Regions from separate parts of the Sus scrofa genome. Here region 1 is linked to region 2. A link is a contact called in public Hi-C data. All regions are on one chromosome and are shown on one strand. The core of a region is the stretch at or near the end of the contact, and the rest is flanking DNA. Distances in the headings are between cores, read along the strand shown.

Region 1 (6,535 bases), core at 2,443-4,942, 37 kb after region 2:
AAATGAACTGGACTCTACACCCATGGATTCCCACTGGCCCCACCATGCCAGAGCCCTTGGAGGCCTGAGGGCTCCAAGGAATAAGCTGTGACAACCAGGAGCCCTGTCTGGGGTGGTCCACCCTGAGGCCTGGAGCCTGAGCCCTGCGCGGGGCTTGGGGAAGTAAGGCAGATGCCGTGTCTGGACCTCTTGGTTGCCTGTGTGTGTGTGTGTGTGTGTGTGTGTGTGAGTGTGAGTGTTTCACGCCTGTGTTGGCGCTGGAAAGTTATTTGTGTTCAACTGACATTTAACACTCCCTCCCCCACTTCCTCCCAGCCCTGTGGGCTGGGTTGGAAACTTAGCACTTTATATTTATATGGAACATTGAAGATGTGTCAATAAAATATTGTTTTGTTTAAGAAACAACTTCTCCAGTGTCTGGTCTCCAATTGGTGCCTGGGAAAGTGCTCAAAAGCCGTTTCTCAATCAGACCTCACCTTCCTTTGTGCGGAAAATGGAAGGAGGAAGGCACAGAGTGACCTCACCTCCTTGCCCTGGTCCCCTTGGGGCTGGTGTCTTTTCTCAGGCAGCCTTCTGTCTCTAGAGCTGAAAGCCGTGGTTTCTTGGGAGGCTGGCTCCGGCCTTATTCCAGTTTCCACCTTTGGTCCTATGGGACAAGATTGTGTGTACCCTTCAGAGCTGGATCCAGCACTGCCCTGGGCAGACCTACTTACTTTCTGGATTGTTTGTGTGAGTGTGAGTGCGTGCGTGTGCGTCCATGCATGTGCGTCCATGCATGCATGTGAGTGCGAGTGCAGCCGTCTGTGACAGCTTCTGTGGGTGTGGTTGTGTGTTCTTGACCTGCACACACCCATGTCTCTGTGTGTGCCTGTTGGGTGTGGCTCCCCTGGGCTGTGTGTACCTGTGCCCACAGCAGGGCAACATAGCCTCTTACCTCCCACTTTCCCAGGCTGGGCCCCCAGGCCTCAGAATGCCCTCCCTGCCAGGGCTCATGGCAGCCCCTGATCCAAAGCTTCCTGTCCCCAGAGAACATTTGGTTGGGTGTTTGGGGTGGAGGACAGGTCCCTTGGCATAGACTTAGGCGCTCTTCACAGCCTCCCGAGCTGCACGTCTTCACTGAACATGGGTTACGTGCCCAGCGTGGAATGACGTTGTCTGGGCAGACGTGAGGCATGGGCCCGTCCACAGTCAGAGGCTGAGGGCTGCTGAAAAGGGGGTGCCATGATTTGCTCAAGAGCAGGGGTGCTGGGGCCCTTGAGGACAGATCAGCAAGAGCCGATCCTACATCAGCCTCGATTCTGATGTTTCTGGCCCTTTGGAGGGTCATCTGCCTCATTCGGTCTTGTCCTTCCAAACTCGGCACAAGGGTCACCCCTACAGAAGGCCACCTCTGAGTGCCTGGTAGGGTCCACCTAAGGCGGGCAGTGTAGTTTGACACCTAGGAGGCCAGTTTTACTTGCCCTCTCTGATTTGAGGATCCTTGTCTGTGAAATGGGGTTTTCCTCTTAGGGTGAGATTGAGAATTACAGGAGTCAATCCGGGTCAAGGTTTAGCCCAGCACCTGCACAGAGTAGGTGCTCAGGAAACATTAGCTACTGAAGGGCCACTGTCCCTTGTTCCCTCTGCTCTGGGGTGTGGGAGGCGCTCCTGGGGGGGGACTGAGCAGAGGTGGAGTTGCCATCAGGGCTTCCACAGACCTTGAGGGATCTGTTTGCTCCTGCCCACCATCCCCGTACCCAGCTCGGGTAAACGGGGAACATCTGGGGCCCTGAGTCATTGAGGCCTTCCTGTCCCCTGATCCTTCTCACACAGTAGGACTGGTGGTGGAGGCCCCTGTCCCATTCCGTACTATCTCACCTTCACCCCATTCCACTCCACCTCGCCCCCCATGTTTTTGTCTTTCAAAAAAACTGTATTTCTTTTCCTTTTTGCCCCTCCCTTCTTTCCTTCCTTTCTTCCAACTTATTAAAAATTTGGAGTTTCTGTTGTGGCTCAGCGGTAAGGAAACTGACTAGTATCCATGAGGGATATGGGTTCAATCCCTGGCCTCGCTCAGTGGATTAAAGGATCTGGTGGTGAGCTGTGGTGTAGGTCACAGATTTGGCTTGGATCTGGCATTGTTGTGGCTATGGTGTAGGCTGGTAGTTGTGGCTCCAGTTCGACCCCTAGCCTGGACACTTCCATATGTCTCAGATGCAGTCCTAAAAAGCAAATAAATAAATAAATAAAATAAAATAAATAAAATAAAAATTGTGGCTTAGAGGGTTGAAAACCCAAACCCGACATAGTGTCTATGAGGATGTGGATTTGATCCTTGGCCTCGCTCGGTGGGTTAAGGATCCGGTCTTTGGAGTTCCCATTGTGGCTCAGTGGTTACGAACCTGACTATTATCCATGAGGATGTGGGTTTAATTCCTGAACCCACTCAGTGGGTTAAGGCTCTGCCGTTGCTGTGAGCTGTGGTGTAGGTCATAGACGCGGCTCGGATCCTGTGGCTGTGGTGTAGGACAGCAGCTACAGCTCTGATTCAGCCCCTAGCCTGGGAACCTCCATATGCCACAGGTGCGGCCCTAAAAAAGACAAAAGACAAAATAATAATAATAATAATAATAATGAGGATCCAGCGTTGCCCAGAGCTGTGGTACAGGTTGCAGATATGGCTCGGATTTGACCCCTAAGTCCAGGAAATTCCATATGCTGCAGCAGCAGCCCTAAAAAGACAAAAAAAAAAAAAAATTATTAAAAAATTTTAAATTCTGGTAAAAAATATGTAACAAAGTGTACCATCTTTACTATTTTTCCAGCATGCACTTTAGTAATGCTAAGCATGTTCCTGTACATTGTTGGGAAACAATCTCCAGATCTTTTCCATCTTGCAAAGCTGAAACTCTGTACCCATTGAGTGATAACTCCCCATCCCCCCTCCTTCAGCTCCTGGCAACCACCGTCTCTACCATCTGCCTCTGAATCTGCTCTGGCTACCCCACCTAAGGGAATCATACACCACTTGTCCTGTTGCGAGTGGCTTATTTCACTTAGCACAATGCCCTCAAGACAAACTGCATTTCTTTTCTTTTCTTTTCTTTTCTTTTCTTTTCTTTTCTTTTCTTTTCTTTTCTTTTCTTTTCTTTTCTTTTCTTTTCCTTTTTGCTTTTTAGGGCTGCACTTTTGATATATGGAAGTCCCTGGGTAGCCACAGCAATGTAGGCTCTGAGACGCATCTGTGACTCACACCATCGCTCATGGCAGCGGCAGATCCTCACTGATCGGGGTCAGGGATCGAACCCACATCCTCATGGATACTAGTTGGGTTCTTAACCCACTGAGGTACAGTGGGAACTCCCTGCTCCCAGCACTTGCAATTGTCTGCTTTTCTGTGTTTACTGCACTAAAAGTTTAGAAAAACAGTGACTTTTTCCGCCTTCCACTGTCAGACTGGGGGTCACCTCAGGGTCTCAGGCAGCGTTCCCCACATCTGAGCCCCATGCAGTGGTGGGAAAGGGGCCTCCCCAGGCTGGAAAACAAGGTTCCTCCCAACTCTGCCACCTCTCACCTCTCCATGATGCTTCTCTGCCCCCTGGCGGAGGGAGGGGACCTGAGCAGAAGCACATCCCTAAGTGGAACCCCCACCCCCACCCCTTGTGCCCTGCTTCTCCTCACCTTCTCGCCCACTTCAGTCAGGCCAGAAAGGGTCTCATCAGGGTCCAGAAAGCTTGGGCCTGGGCTGGTACGAGAGGGTGGGGCTGCAGATGGAGTTGGCTGGGAGAAGCTGCAGGTGGGAGAAGCTGCAGGTGGGAGCTGCTGGGCAGGGCTGCAGGTGAGAGGCTGCAGGAGCTGCTATTTAAGGGGAGGAAGTAGCCTGAAGTCTGCAATTAGCCTGCTTCATCTCACGGAAACTTGCTCTCCTGCTAGCTGGGGGATAGAGGGGCCAACTGTAGGCGGCATGAGCATGGGAGGCCTCTGGCCATGGGTGTTGGCTCTGCTCACTTTGCCAGGTAAGCGGGTTGCTTCACCCTCCTCGCCTTCCTTGTTTTGGCTCCAGCCTACCCAATGTGGGATTGGCCAGAGGGTGTGGCTGGGGCCTGCAGGGATGCCAATTGACCTGCCGGACTCAGAGAACCAGCTTCTAGGGATCTTCCTAGAAGTCAGCACCTGGGGGCCCCAAGAGGGGGATCTCCTGAAGACCCTAAGAGCAGAGGGACAACAGGAACGGCCCTGCAGGTGTTCACCCCAGGCTCAACCAGACTGAGCCCATTTCCGGAGGTCTGGGCTGAGGAGGGCGCTGCTGGGCAGGGTCCGAGGCTAGCTCACACCCAGCTGCCAGTCTTGGAGCCTAAGGCCTGTCCCTGCCTCCCTCCTTTTTGCTCCCTCCAGACGCTCAGAGCTTGGGGTTCGCTTTTAGAGCCCCGTCCTGTTCCTGCCAAGGGAGCTCCTTCCTCAAAGTTGTCCAGCCCTAGGGACCAGGGGAGGCCAGGGGGCTCCGGGGACTCCCTTCGGGGGCCTACTTGTGTGAAGGGCCCAGGTCTTGTGCTCTGACCACCCCCCCAAATCCCCCCCACCCCCACCCCACCCCACCCTATGTCCAGTCATCCTGAGTCACTCTCAGGGGCACTTCGGGCATTGTGCTTATGTACTTGTCCGGGCCAGGCTGCATCTTGGGAGCGCCCTCATCCTCTCGCTGCCCTGGAGCCTGTGGGACCAGATTCGCAGAAGACCTCACCCCCGAGGGGACCCAGACATCCTGGGACAAGGACATCCCTGCAATTAACCAAGGTGAGGGCACTGTGTCCTCTTGTGAGGTGGGGGGTATCATGCTGAACTCTCGGCTGAGCAGGGAGGAAATGGGCCAGTTTGCTTGGTGGGTCTTGCTGAGTAGCACTTCCATGGGCAATTTTTTTTTGCTTTTTAGGGCCACACCTGCAGCTTATGGAGGTTCCCAGGCTAGGGGTCTAATTGGAGCTGCAGCTGCCTACCTACAGCACAGCCACAGCAACGCCAGATCCGAGCCACCTCTTCAACCTACACCACAGCTCATGGCAATGAGCTCATCCTATCAGCAAGGCCAGGGATGAAACCTGGGTCCTCAAGGATGCTAGTCAGGTTCATTGACTGCTGAGCCACAACGGGAGCTCCCACAGGCAAATTCTTAGGTCCATTTTTCTGTATCGGCTCTTCTGGGTTGTTACTTTGATAAAAAGGAGGGAAAAGTGGAGGGGTTTTTGGTTTTGTTTTGTTTTTTTAAACCAGCCTGATAAAGTATGGGGCTCTGCAAGTCTGGTGTTGAGTGGTCATTAGTGGATGTTTAGGAATGTGGCTGCCACCTGGTGCAGGATGACCTGCAGGTGTGAGGTGCTGGGGGTCCAAAGACCGGGAAGCATGAGCCTCGGGCCTCCCTGTCTGGGGAACCTCAGCTGAAAAATGAGAACGTATAGCCAACCTGGGACTAAGCAGGTTGAAACAGACTGGTGTTCAGATGTTGGAGCTGAAGTGTTGGGTGAACACAGGGTTGAGGGGGAGAGCAGACCTAGGCCTGGGGGAGGGGAATCAGCCTCTGTGGATGGAATAGCCGCCATGTGGCCCACCCACCTCTTACTCTGGGAGAAGCTCGAGCAGGGTGCTCTGCTACCTCTTGGTCACTGTGACTAATTCTGGCCACTTCCAGACCAATCAGAGGCTTCCCTGGCATTGCTTTGCAGCTGCTGTGGAGGACACTCTGCTTGGGCTGCTGGTGGCCCAGTAACTACCTGTGAGCCTCATGCAGTGACTGGTCAGGGTGAGCTTTCCTGGGAGGCGCACACCCTCCCCAGCTGCTGAGAATGTGGGGGCTAAGGTCTGGCAGCTGAAGGCCCTCAGCCAGGAATGCCCGCGGAGCAATGCCCTCCTCTGCTTGGGGGGCGGCCCACCCACAGCGACTCAAACAACACACGGGCTAGCCTCCCTGCCTCAAGGTGGGCCAATTCTGCCTCACCTGGGGGCCAGAGCTCCCGTGTGGTCAGGGTGAGGCTGGCCTGCAGCTGAGCCCGCTTCTCCCTCAGTGCTCTCCAGCTCTCTTCATGCCCATGATAAATTACTGGCTTCTAGGAACCCCACCTAAGCCACCTTCAGGAGGCCAGACACTTCTCTAAGATTCCTGCTGGGGCTGATACTTAGGAAAGAGGCTGTGGGAAAGGCTGCCAGCTGTGGCAGAAAATGAGGCTGGAGGGAGGAGAAGCTGGTGTGGGGGGAGGGGAAGGGGGAAGGGGGGGCTTGCAGGGGCCTCCTGTGGTGGGGCGGGCTGGAGTTCCTGTCACTTGCCACCATGAAGGTCCTGATTATTACACAGATGGGTAGGAGGTGAGATGGGACAGGAGAGCCCAGGATGTGTTCCTGGGAGTGTGGCTTGGGCTAGAGTGGAAGGTGGAGCCAGCTGGAAGAAATAGCAGCTCCCTGAGAGCAGAGGGCCTCGATTTCAGGAGGCAGGCGCTGGGGCATGGGAGAAGTGCCCTGTTTGAGCAGCAGAAGCGTGTGAGCAGGCTGACTCAGAGGGGCTGTGCAG
Region 2 (7,099 bases), core at 1,806-4,305:
GAAAGAGTGTGTCTTTGGACAGATGTTGGTGGGGAAATCTTGTGTATTGGGCTTATCATTCCTTTCTGATCATAAAGTTGAAAAGAAGTATGTTCTGCTCATAGAGTTGGCCCTGGAAGCAGCAGGGCTTGGTCTTTCTTGGTAACTGACAAACTGCTTACCAACCACTTGGTTTAAACCATGACCCCTTTCCAGGTGACCAGTTTGGCAACTGAAAACAAACCACCTATTTCTACTTTCTCATCTGGATCTACTAGTATCTCATACCTTTCATTTTAAGAGAAGAATCAGGAGTTCCAGTCGTGGCCTAACGGGTTAAGAACCCAACTGGTTTCTGTGAGCATGTGGGTTCCATCCCTGGCTTCGCCTAGTGGGTTAAGGATCTGAGGTTGCCTCAAGCTCTGGCATAAGTCACAGATGTGGCTTGGATCTGGCGTTGCTATTGCTATGGTGTAGGCCAGAAGCTGCAGCTGCAATTCAGCCCCCTAGCCTGGGAACTTCCATATGCCGCAGGTGTGGCCCTAAAAAGGAAATAATAAAAGAAGGATTGGTGGAGTTACTGCTTTGGTGCAATGGAATCAGTGGTGTCTCTGGAGTGCCAGGACTCGGGTTTGATCCCTGGCCCAGTGTGGTGGGTTAAGGATCTGGCATTGTTGCAGCAGCTGTGGCGTGGGTTTCAACTGTGGATTGGTTCTGATCTCTGGCCCAGGAACTCCATATGCTGCTGGGTGGCCAAAAAAGAAGAAAAGAAAAGGATCAGCTTGGAGGAGACAGCGTTAGAGCTTTGTTGATAGTATAACTTGGGCGGGAGTGAGGAAGGAGGGGACTCTGGCACGATGGGGTGCACTTCAGGACCCCAGCTGGAGAGAAGGTGATGAGCTCAGAACCACCACAGGGGGGTAGTCAGAGCACACAGGCACCTCTGCTGGAGTGCGGATTGTGCACACAAGGTAATTCGATACCTTAGAGACACTTTGCACATAACATGGATTTTAAGTTTGTGGTTTTTCCTGTGGGAGACAGCGAGGGGAACACAGATGCATACCCAAACTACAGAGCTCTTTCCTCACTGGAAAGGCATCTCTGCTGGCGGGCAGCTTATCAGGTTGTACACCTGTCTGTCTCACGGACGTCTGGAGAGCTGGTGGTTCTGGCCTTCACCTGCTGCTCGTGGAGGCCCCTGCGTAGCTCCCCGCCATTCTCCAGGGTCTGTGTGAACACTTCTGTGGAGAAGCTCTGAGTTGTTACTGAGAACAACTTTTCCCTTGTTGAATGGCTCCAGCTTTAAGGAACCTCTACATCGAGACCACATGGACCTCATAACATCTCCCGATGGATCAAGCCCCTTGCTCCTCGGAACAACACTAGAAAATCCTCCATGGAATAGCACCTCATGTTCTTGAAGACAGTGCTCTTGTGACTGAGCTTTTTCCCAGGCTTTATGTCACCAGCAGCTTCAAAAATCCTCCACTTTTTAGTTTTGAACAATTTCATACAGATTGAAAATTTGGAAGTGTAACAAAAATAAAATGTTGTGCATCTTTCCCCTAACTTTGCCGACTAACAACTTGCTGTGAGGTGTGCTTTATCTTCTTCCTGTATACGCTTTGCTGTGGCTGGACCATGTCCTAAAGTCTGTGCTGGAGCCCCAAGCCCCATGTGACGGTATTGGAGATGTGGCCTTTGAGAGGTGGTAGGTTTAGATGAAGTCAGGAGGGTGGGCCCTGTGATGGGATTAGTGTCATTATAAGAACTGCCAGGGGCTGCTTGCCCTGCCTCTCTCTCACTGAGGACACTGAAGGCAGCTGTTTGGTAAGCCAGGGAGAGGATTCTTGCCAGAAACAGAATCGGCCAGCACCTCAATTTTGGACATTGAGCATCCAGAACTGAGAAATAAATTTCTCTTGTTAAAGCCACTCAGTTTGTGTATGTTTTATGGGTTATGGTGGCTTAAGTAGATTAATACGTTTTTCAGGACCACTCGAAAGTAAGTTACAAATACATTTCACCCCTAAACACTTGAAGTTCTTCTTTATTTTTTTATTTTTTGTCTGTAACCCGTGGCATATGGTGATTCCCAGGCTAGGGGTCGAATTGGAGCTGTAGCTGCCAGCTCACACCACAGCCACAGCAACGCAGGACCTGAGCCACGTCTGTGACCCACACCACAGCTCGTGGCAATGCCGGCAATCCTTAACCTACTGAGTGAGATCAGGGATGGAACTCATGTCCTCATGGATACTAGTCAGGTTTGCCACCACTATGCCACCACGGGAACTCCAAAATGCTTCTTTGTAATCACAGTGCCATTAGCACACAGGTAAGCAGTGTCACAATGTCTAATAATTTAATCCATATTAAAATTTTCCCCAGTTGTCCCCTAAGTGATTTACTACACCCCTCTGCTCCCAAATTCAGGATCCAATTAAGCATCATGTTGCATTTGTGTCCATTGTCAATGGCAGCTAAGTGCCTACCCTTCGTAATGCACTGTGATGGGATTAGTGTCATTATAAGAACAATGCAGCTTCATGGCTGCAGCTTCATGGCTGCCTTCGATAGGTAGTGTGACACAGGTTCTCAAACTTGGCTCCGCCTGGAAGCTTTGAAAACCCATCCCTGGGCCTCACCCAGGCCAGTTACACTAGAATTGCTGGTGGTGACAGTGGTGCGTGTTAATGCTATCTAAAGGCTACAGAGTAAGCCGCAAGCTCCTTGATCTGCATACTACTATTAGGACCTAAGGTGTTACTAATTTGTTGTCACACTGTTGTCTTCTGTTGGGCTTGGAATCAGCTGATAATATCACTTCCCAAGCACTTGCTGTGCCTGACCCTGTGCTTCATGCTTTATGCAGGATCTCATCGAATCCTACAAGAGCCCTGCAAGGATGTAGCTCTCTCTGTTTCATAGGCAAGAAGTGGCATCAGAGGTTAAGTAATTTTCTTGCTCAAAGTCACACAGGAAGTGACAGAGCCAGGATGCAGACCTAGCTTTGACCGCTACAGAGACCTCTAGCGAAAAAAAAAAAAAAATTAAATGGAAAAAAAAAAGACCTCTAGCGGTGGTTTCAAACAGGTTAGTTTCCTGTAAATACTGCTGTGCTAGGTTCCTCCTCAGGGTGGTCAGCTTCCTTTGGAACCTAGATCATGGGCTTTCTTTTTATCCATCCTTGTTAAATGTTATGTGGTTTACGCCTCCCCCTACCCCCTGGTTCTATCATCCAATCGCCGATTGTTTGACGGTGCTCTTTCTATGAGTATCAGAAGCATAATTTCTCTCCTGAAAACTGTAGGATGTACTCCATACCATGTTTCCAAATATAAAGAGATGGGGCTGTTTTCTTGGGGACATCTTGAGGTAGCATTTTTTTAAAATGTTGAATTACAAAATAACCAGTTTCTATACCCAGCATTGTAGGACAGGATCTTGGAAATTCTTTTCAAAATGGAAATATCCTTCATACAATCTGAGAGCTCTTATTTCTAATAAGCCTGAAACTTTCTAAAAACAATAGCCCATGGATGGAAGTGACATTAATGTAAAATGTGCGTGTTTTTACCAACCTCAGTGTACTTGATAGAACATCATTCCAGGAGTTCCCGTCATGGCTCATCGGAAACAAATCTGACTAGAAACCATGAGGTTGTGGGTTTGATCCCAGGCCTCGCTCAGTGGGTTAAGGATCCGGCGTGGCCGTGAGCCGTGGTGTAGGTTGCAGATGAGGCTCGGATCTGGCGTTGCTGTGGCTCTGGTGTAGGCTGGTGGCTACAGCTCCGATTAGACCCTTAGCCTGGAAACCTCCACATGCCACGGGTGTGGCCCTAAAAGGACAAAAGACCAAAAAAAAACCAACAACAAACCATCATTCCAAAGGAACTCCTAGGCCACACACTGTCACATTTGCAATAGTAACCTCATTCTGGTTGATTCTGGTCCACAAATGCACTTAAAATTTTCTTCAGGAGATCCCGCTGTGGTTCAGCAGAAACAAACCCGACTAGTATCCATGAAGATGGGGGTTCGATCCCCATCCTTGCTCAGTGGGTTAAGAATCTGGCCTTGCCACAACCTGTGGTGTAGGTCACAGATGCAGTTCAGATCTGGCATTGCTGTGGTGTAGCCTGGCAGCTGCAGCTCTGATTCGACCCCTAGCCTGGGAACTTCGATATGCCATGGGTGCAGCCCTAAAAAAGCAAAGAAAAAAAAATTTCAGGAGTTCCCATCTTGGCTCAGTGGAAACGAATCTGACTAGTATCCACGAGGACGCAGGTTCAATCCCTGGCCTTACTCAGTGGGTTAAGGATCCAGCATTGCCGTGAGCTCTGGTATAGGTCGCAGATGTGGCTCAGATCCCAGGTTGCTGTGGCCATGGTGTAGGCCGGTAGCTGTAGCTCTGATTCGACACCTAGCCTGGGAACTTTGATGTGCCACAGGTGTGGCCCTAAAAAGCAAAAAAAAAAAAAAAAAAAAAAGTCAGATGACTTATAAGTAACCTAACTTTATTATCTATTTTTAAAGAGCCTAACTACATCTAAAAAGGTAGAATGGATGTTTGAAAGTGGTAATTTTGGGCGTTTTTATGGTTAATGCACTTTATCATATCTTGAAATTCTGCCACGCACATAAGTTAGGACTATGTTCAGACCTGAAGGACAGAAACCCACAGAATGACCTAAACAAGACTGACACTGATGTTCTTTTCTGAATGTAGCCAGTCCAGGGTGGGCATGTTAGCTCTGTGATCCTCCCAGATTCTGGCTTCTGCAGCCTGTCCCACATCACAGGGGATAGAATCCCAGTTACATCAGAATCTCCAGGGATGAGACCCAAGAAGCACTGAATAATAATTCTGAATATACTATAATTTGTCAGTGCTCTTCCTAGAACATGGAGCCCAAGACTGCCTGGGACTCTTCCCTAGCAGGTGAACATCGTGGGGCTGTGTTTGCCCCACCTCCAGCCAGCATATCTGTGCCCTGCCAGCAAGAAGGAGCAAGAGGAAGAGAGAAGCTCTCTCCCCTTGAGGACACTTCCCAGAGTGGCACACACTGCCACTCTCTTTACAGCCCAGGGGCCAGAATTTAGGCAGAAGACCACACCCAGCCACTGAGAAATATTCTATATGTTGAGCAGCCATCTGCCCAATGAAAATTCAGAGGTCATTTTGCTGAGGGAAGGAGAGAAGAGAAATGGGGCATGCTTTGCCGATTTATAGCTAAAACATACCTACAACTTTAAGTGCCTTACTTCAAAGCCTCTGGACTCAGTTAAAAAGGCAAAAATGCCAGGGGATATTCTCATTTGCTGAGCTGTCATAGCAAAGTGCCACAAACTGAGTGGCTGGAATAACAGAAACATAATGTCTCCCAGTTCTGGAGGCTGGAGATTGAGGTGGCAGCAGGGTTGGCCTCCTCCTAGGCTGAGAGGGAAAAACTGAACCAGCCTCTCCTGCAGGTAGGCGACACTGGTAGCCTTCATCCCGGCCTTCATGTTCATGTGGTGTTCTCCCTGGTTACCCATGTCTGCGTCCAAGTTTCCCCTTTTTGTAAGGAAACCTGTCATAGTTATGACAGGCCCATCCTCTTCCAGTATGATTTCATTTGAACCTAACTAGTGACGTCCACAGGGGCACTACTTCCAAATAAGCTCATGGTCTGTGGTATGGGGGTTAGGACTTCAAAACTAGGAGTTTTGAGGGGACACAAGGAGAGGAGATGGCAGAGAACTCAATTTAAGAGTGACTTTTCAAAAGAAATGGCCCCTTTTGGAGTCCAGAACGGCTTCCCTGTGTGGCCACTGTCACCTGGCCTGAACTTCATTGTGGCAGCAGCAGGGGGCAGGGCTGTGCCGCCTGCTGGGAGCTGTTTCTCAGGCCACCGAGGCTGCTGCAAAGACTTTTATGGCTCACTGAAACCGACAGTTCGCTGTGGTCTCCTTGGACAGCACCCCCTCCCTCAAAGCCGTCACTGACATCATGACCTATGGATACACCCACGAGCGAGGAAATGGGTCAGACGACCACAGCCTGTGTGGGTGTGTACAGGTTGGTGGGGAGAGGAGGCCCCCAGCCTGGACGCAGGGTGTATAGCTGGGAGGGACTGAGGTGGAGACAAGGAGGCAGAGCTCTGATTTGCTGCCTTGCTGCTCCTGGTGGCCAATCCCATTCCCACTCTAGGGAGGTGGGAATTTGATGAAGAAAGATGGTGCTATAAACCTGAAGCTAATACTACATTGTAAATCAACTATACTGCAATAAATTTTTTAAAAAGATGTATACACACACACACACACACACACACACGCACATGCACATGTATATATAGACAGCACATCTTTTTTATTCATCAATGGACACCTGAATTGTTTGCATATCTAAAAAGTCAAATAGTTCCAGTTGTGTCTCAGCAGTGATGGACACGACTAGTATCCATGAGGACTGGGGTCTGAGCCCTGGCCTTGCTCAGTGGATTAAGAATCTGGTGTTGCCGTGAGCTGTGGTGTTGCAGGTGCAGCTCCAATCTGGCGTGGATGTGGCTGTGGCTGTGGTGTAGGTTGGCAGCTGTAGCTCTGATTTGACCCCTAGCCTGGGAACCTCCATATGCTGAGGGTTTGGCCCTGAAAATACATACATACATACATACATAAATAAATAGACAAATAGTTCTTATAGTTTGTTGCAAAACCCTCTATCCTACTGTTTTTCCTGCCCAGGAGCAACCAGTCTCATCTCTCACAGGGGTTATATTGGTATTTCCCTCCAGGTCTCTAAATAATAGGATTGTATTACCACACCCTGACTTTTCATTTTAGGTACCACGGCTGGTCTTTCACATCCTTGGATTCTACAGCCGTGGATTCAACCAAACTTGTATTGAAAAAAATATGTACATTTTAAATTCCAGGAAGTTCCAAAAAGGGCAGCAACTGTTTACACAGTGTTACATCGTATTAGGTATTTTAAGTCAACTAGAGATGATTTAAGGTGTATGGGAGAAAGTGCATAGATTATATGCAAATATTGCTCCATTTTATATAAGGGACATTCCAGGATTTTGGTATCTGAGGGGGGTTCCTAGAACCAATCCCCCACAGATAC

What was found. A called contact is a pair of places that touch in the nucleus more often than the background predicts.
Region 1: a Hi-C map of blood shows a contact between it and region 2, with 6 times the contacts expected there. A contact is called at or near these places in 1 of 5 promoter capture datasets (liver), 22 of 47 Hi-C or Micro-C datasets (alveolar macrophages, blood, embryonic fibroblasts and 7 more) and 2 of 2 datasets of targeted methods (alveolar macrophages and skeletal muscle).

What each region holds. Positions count from the first base shown.
Region 1 is chr3:47,054,412-47,060,946 of Sscrofa11.1, forward strand. It overlaps ASTL (astacin-like metalloendopeptidase), which reads left to right and starts at 3,693. Exons shown (of 9, transcript XM_003481133.4): 1 at 3,693-3,995; 2 at 4,648-4,773. The coding sequence starts at 3,944. It overlaps DUSP2 (dual specificity protein phosphatase 2), which reads left to right. Exons shown (of 4, transcript XM_021087101.1): 4 at 1-405.
Region 2 is chr3:47,017,661-47,024,759 of Sscrofa11.1, forward strand. It overlaps STARD7 (stAR-related lipid transfer protein 7, mitochondrial), which reads left to right. Exons shown (of 8, transcript XM_003124844.6): 8 at 1-8. Among named protein-coding and RNA genes, the nearest start is that of STARD7, 29 kb to the left of the region's middle.